Linked DNA regions of Triticum aestivum: region 2 is linked to region 1. A link is a contact called in public Hi-C data. All regions are on one chromosome and are shown on one strand. Each heading gives the region's core, a stretch centred on a gene start, on an enhancer-like site or on the middle of the called end of the contact. The rest is flanking DNA. Distances are from core to core; before and after follow the strand shown. Region 1 overlaps LOC123123921 (protein EXPORTIN 1A). Region 2 holds the start of LOC123123922 (probable cytokinin riboside 5'-monophosphate phosphoribohydrolase LOGL5).

Region 1 (2,759 bases), core at 167-2,666:
GCAGGGGAGAAAATCCAATTTTCTGCACGGACTGCCGGACTGATATTGTTTTGTGATCAGAGATGTAAAAACTATACATACCTACCCCTTTTGGGTTATGATCGGGGGCTGATGTTATCCTGCACTGGTGCGATCGGGTGTGCGCTATGTGGTCGGATGGATTTGCATTTCAAATTAATCTTACTGACGGACTTTTAGGAGAATAGCGTACGATGGCTGGCTTGTCCTTTGTCCACGGATGGATGCGGTGTCCAATGTAAAGATCGGCGTTGGAGATGCCCGCCCTTAGTACTACCTGTTGATAGACTTTGGTACTCCATATTTATGCGTTCGATTGTCAGGTCCAGGCATGCCTGCCTGAATGCGTCGCCGTCACGTTTATTTGCATCCTCGGTCACATTCAGGTCAACACATGCGTACGTATGTGTATGTTTGCGACAGGCTGCTCAGCCAATCGCGGGCCAACACGTTGGTAGGCTCATGGTGACCGTATGTACGTGGTAGCATGTAGAGTCGGTGGTCTGCATCACCGGCCAATACGTACTTGATTCGTCAACGTGAAGTACATACGGTCCTTGTATCCGGATGAGAATCCGTATTGAGTTATGCACAAAGAAAGTAATGAAGACGGAGTGAACTGACATCTTCTTCCTCCACGGCCACATAACAGGAGACCGCAGATCGACAGCAGCGGCAGCAACGACTCGCTGGGAGTGCATGTGCCCGGCTGGCAACTCGGCAAACCTAAGGCCTGTTGGGAGTTCCACCAGCTCCATGAAATTTCAGGAGCTGTGGAGCCAGAAAATAGCTGCTCGGCAGTTTACAACTGCAACTTTACCAACTCCGGGAGTGAAGTTGTGAAGCGAAGGTGCTCCAAACAAAGCCCTAGTTAGCTATCTCGTATCTGATCACTACGCATAGATTCGATCTTAGATATGATTTACTATTTATTGACGTGTTTTTATGTGAACGTGCTTGTACTGAATGTGTGTAACCTATGAATGCAAAATTCAGACGAGTGCTCATTCTGTTTGTATCCTCTTCATGCTTCATTTTGAAGCAGCAAAATCAATCATTATCGAGAAAAAATAACTATCTCAGGCCCAGGTCCAGTCAACACCCACTAGAAAGATGGAGAGAGATGGTATTGCGACGTGGTCTCTTCTGCAGCAACGGGCGTAGCAAAGCCGCTCACTGCAACTGCACCGCTGCTTTATGGTGAATGGGACTTTCCCCACGCTACGCAGATGATAGATACATGTGAAAGTTGACTAGTCCACATAAAGACCAATTACAAACCGAGGAAAGAGACATGTTTGCTTTGCTCGTGAAAGTCGAGTCTAGACTGCACAGCACCCCTTCCGTCCGTCACCACAGCACAGCACAACCTACAAGGATAGAATATGCTGCTGCTACCACGTAGGATGACATCATTTTACTTGCGTCGCTCGCCCGCCAAGCTGTTGTATGTTGATGCAATATATGCGGATCAACACACAAGATACACAAATTTAAGCGCATCCCCTCGTCAAGAGAGGAGCTCCTTCCTAACTCCATAATTTATACACATCAAAAACAAAACCCCATAATTTGTAACAACTGGAACTAACAAACTTGATGATTTAAAGCACAAAAGCAAAACAGATAAAAGAAAGCTCACAAAATTCACAAGAAACATATTTCACATAACAAGAGTAACAAGCCCTAGGGAGGATTATAAGGTTTCCTACCAGCTCAGCCCAGACCAAATTCAGTCACTTGATACATCATCATCATCATAATACAGTCATCAAATCTATAGACTAAACTAACAATTAAGGATCAACATCCATACTATATCATGCTCAGCACACGCACAAAATGTTTCACCGAGCACTAAACACATCCATCTAACCAACCAAACAGCCCGCAAGGCTCACCCGAGCACCTCTTGCGGCAAAATTCTCCCCTATCATCAACTAGCACCACAAATCTTGGAATCGCCGAACCGGAAATAAAATTACAGCCTCCTTTCACCACCACCACCACCACCCTGGAAGAAAACTCAGGCTCCGGGACATGGAGGCCTCTGGAGGCCTAATCGACCATCAAACTGGATTAGCAATGCAGTGCACAATCACAGAGCACTATGAGTCTACCATCTCATCTTGCAATTCGCTTGGGGCAATCAGCCCTGGGATGGCAAGCATCCGTTGCCTTTCCTTTTCTCTTTGTACCGCAGCCTCTTCCGCATACAGATCCTTGTTATCCTAAATAAGCCAGCCACAGTTAAACCATCAGAAGAGGAGCTTGCACAAAGTAACTTGTTACCAAAGCATTATACGGTTTCCAGATAGCTCCATTATGGGGTTATCATCAATCTTATGAGGGCATAACAAAATTTACCTGGGCTGAGAACTCCTTTGATTGCACCAGGAAGTCCCTGATATGGTTTTTGAAGCTTGGGAGGTCATGTCTCGAACCAAGGAGCCCATCAACAAACTTGGTCACCTGCGCAAGAAAATTTTGCCAGGTTCATAATGGCACCAAGTCAATGACAGGATAGCTGTATATTAGGATCATCATACCTCAGCTGCCGTCATGTTAGGAAATGATGCTCCAAGAAGTTTGATTGTGTAGTCCCGTACAAACATGGCATTAGATGGATATGATACCGTGGATGCATCCCATAGAGGTTCAGTTAGACCATCAACCTACATATTATCAAACCTAATCAAACAGATGCACACATACAAACACTAGATGTCATGATATTAATC
Region 2 (2,759 bases), core at 84-2,583, 200 kb before region 1:
TTATTCTATCTTCAGAAAGCTGCCGCCAACTCGCTTTTTCAAGTAGGACACAAATCTTAAACAGGCTAAACAAACACCTAAAACGAAGATGGGGCCTTCTCACCGGCAAGGACTGGGATCTACCGCGCCTACATGGTCCTAAGGCCACAACAGACGAGGTAGATCGGCGGCGCCGGCGGCGGGCAGTAGAGAAACCCTAAACGTCTAGGAGCCTTTCTTTCTTTCCCGAGAAGAAAAGAAACACCAGCCCAACTTGTTGACACATATCATCGTAGTTTGGCATTCAGCAAAATGTTGGGCAGCGAACTTCTCACTTGTCAACATCCCACGTTGCTTGGTTTCGCCAAATGAACCAAGGAGAGAGATAGATGACAAGCATAGTGCGAGGAGGGAGAGGTGGGGGAGTTTCCGGCTAAACCGTTAACCATTGAAGGCGCTTCAACGAGTGGACGGTGACAAATTTTACAAAAAAATTAGAAGTTGTGGAGAAATGTATAGATAATAGTCGGCCCATGCCGAGGGTTTAATTAGTGAAAATGATGGGTCCACATGTGAACAGATGGAGTGGTACTGGCACAAGTGGACATGTGGGACCACCGGCGCCACCTCAGAGTCTTAAGTGCACTACATGTGTACACAGACGCATGTGTGTACGTACATTTATCCAGCACCCTCGTGTCCGTCCCTGGACCAAACAACGCTAGGTAGATATCTACAGATAAGAAGATGTATACTACTCCCTCCGTTCCAAAATTCTTGTCTTAAATTTGTCAAGATACGGATGTATCTAATACTAAAATGTGACTTGATACATCCATATTTGAACAAATCAAAGACAAGAATTTTGGAACGACGGGAATATAAGTCTTTGTAGAGCTTCCACTATGAACCACATACGGATGTATATAGATGCACTTTAAGTGTAGATTCATTCATTTTGCTTCGTATGTAGCCCGCCTAGCTAGTGAAATCTCTACAAAGACTTATATTTAGGAACAGAGGGAGTACTATTCCGTATCTCTTCATTCCCGCGTTGGTTGATGATTAACTATAAATAGATTAGTTGCTTTATGGCTTTGTTGATTTGCAAGTAGGAACATGTATAGCACATGAGATTGATTTAATCAAACTGGTTGACTCGGAAGAGAGAAGGTAGATCAAGCCACGAGAGGAGATCGCCCAGAATCTTCTGCAGCCAACAATAGCTAATACCCACAGCTTAATTAGCAACAAATTGTTAATCAATCAACTATATACATAGATAAAGATTCAGAGATAATTATTACATATAGTCCCTATCCAAGCAGCCAGGAGGAGGAGGAAGACCAAGACCAACGCAACGCAACTCAACAGTAGGCTATATATACGCGCCCACACCGGCCGGGCACCTCTCCTCCCCCATTCCGGCCGGCACATATACATTCTCTAGCACCGTCGATCGACCGAGAGAGAGACAGACATGGAGCAGCAGGAGGAGGCGCCGACGTCGACGCCCACGGTGGCGCTGGCCACGTCGCCCAAGCCGGCGCCGGCGAGCAACGGCCGCAAGAAGCTGCCGTCGCGGTTCCGGCGGGTGTGCGTGTTCTGCGGGAGCAGCCCGGGGAGGAAGCCGGCGTACCAGCTGGCCGCCGTGCAGCTCGGGCAGCAGCTGGTGGAGCGCGGCATCGACCTCGTGTACGGCGGCGGCAGCGTGGGGCTCATGGGCCTGGTGTCCCGCGCCGTGCACGGCGGCGGCGGGCGCGTCACGGGCGTCGTGCCGCGGTCGGTCCTCCCGCGGGAGCTCATCGGCGAGACGCCCGGCGGCGAGGAGGTGAAGGCCGTGTCCGGCATGCACCAGCGCAAGGCCGAGATGGCCCGCCGCGCCGACGCCTTCGTGGCGCTCCCCGGCGGCTACGGCACGCTGGAGGAGCTGCTGGAGGTGATCACCTGGGCGCAGCTCGGCATCCACGACAAGCCCGTGGGCCTGCTGAACGTGGAGGGGTACTACGACTCGCTGCTGGACTTCATCGACAGGGCGGTGGACGAGGGGTTCGTGTCGCCGGCGGCAAGGCGCATCATCGTGGCGGCGCCCACGCCCGCCGAGCTGCTGGCGGCGCTGGAGGAGTACGCGCCGGCGCACCACGACGCATCCGCCATCAAGCTCAGCTGGGAGTCGTCCGTGGACACCATGGCGTGCTCGCCGCCCAGGCCGGACATCTCGCGCTAGCCGGCCGGCGGCCGGATCAACTCACCGTCACAAACCACCAACCCAAGATTAGTTGACAAACACACACATACCAGACTCTAGATTATATATCCATTACCACCCAACCAAACATAGATATTCATCATCCGTATATACTCTGTAAATACTTTAGATATCTTGGATTAATCAATTAGATATCCATATCATTCTGTGGGCCGTATGGTTGAACGTATGCAAATACTTTATGTTCTTGTGCTTGTGCTTGGCTGACTTTCATTCTACTTGTGCTGTTTATGTATCTTCTGTTCCCATTTCTGGGGAGAGAAGCCCATTTCCATTTGGGGTTTGATATGATTCGGATCCACAGCAGCAGCAGCAGCAACATGATTGATTGATTGATTGCAATGCAAAAGGATAGATAGACTGATGAGAGGAGGATTGATGATGGATGTGGCGTCCCCAGCCATCGGAAAAGTTGGGAAGGGGACAAGTGAGGCCGATCCATTCATATCCATGTCCATCTGTCCTCTCTTTCCCTCTGCAATTTGCATCCTAGCTGCATGGGTGTGCGTGT

What was found. A called contact is a pair of places that touch in the nucleus more often than the background predicts.
Region 2: a Hi-C map of leaf shows a contact between it and region 1, with 4 times the contacts expected there. The contact joins the promoter of LOC123123922 here to the enhancer-like site in region 1. A contact is called at or near these places in 3 of 5 Hi-C or Micro-C datasets (all in leaf) and 1 of 1 datasets of contacts at active chromatin or transcription factors (leaf).

Annotation. Positions count from the first base shown.
Region 1 is chr5D:562,054,363-562,057,121 of IWGSC CS RefSeq v2.1, reverse strand. It overlaps LOC123123921 (protein EXPORTIN 1A), which reads right to left. Exons shown (of 31, transcript XM_044544576.1): 29 at 2,568-2,693; 30 at 2,386-2,490; 31 at 1,665-2,249. The coding sequence ends at 2,127. Among protein-coding and RNA genes, the nearest start is that of LOC123123921, 10 kb to the right of the region's middle. Within about 2 kb of position 1,416, at least 5 of the 8 cell types and tissues checked have an H3K27ac peak or open chromatin away from gene starts, as enhancers often do. A contact at or near this core is called in leaf, where this site is marked.
Region 2 is chr5D:562,250,549-562,253,307 of IWGSC CS RefSeq v2.1, reverse strand. LOC123123922 (probable cytokinin riboside 5'-monophosphate phosphoribohydrolase LOGL5) reads left to right here and starts at 1,333. Exons shown (of 1, transcript XM_044544577.1): 1 at 1,333-2,442. The coding sequence starts at 1,460. The coding sequence ends at 2,206.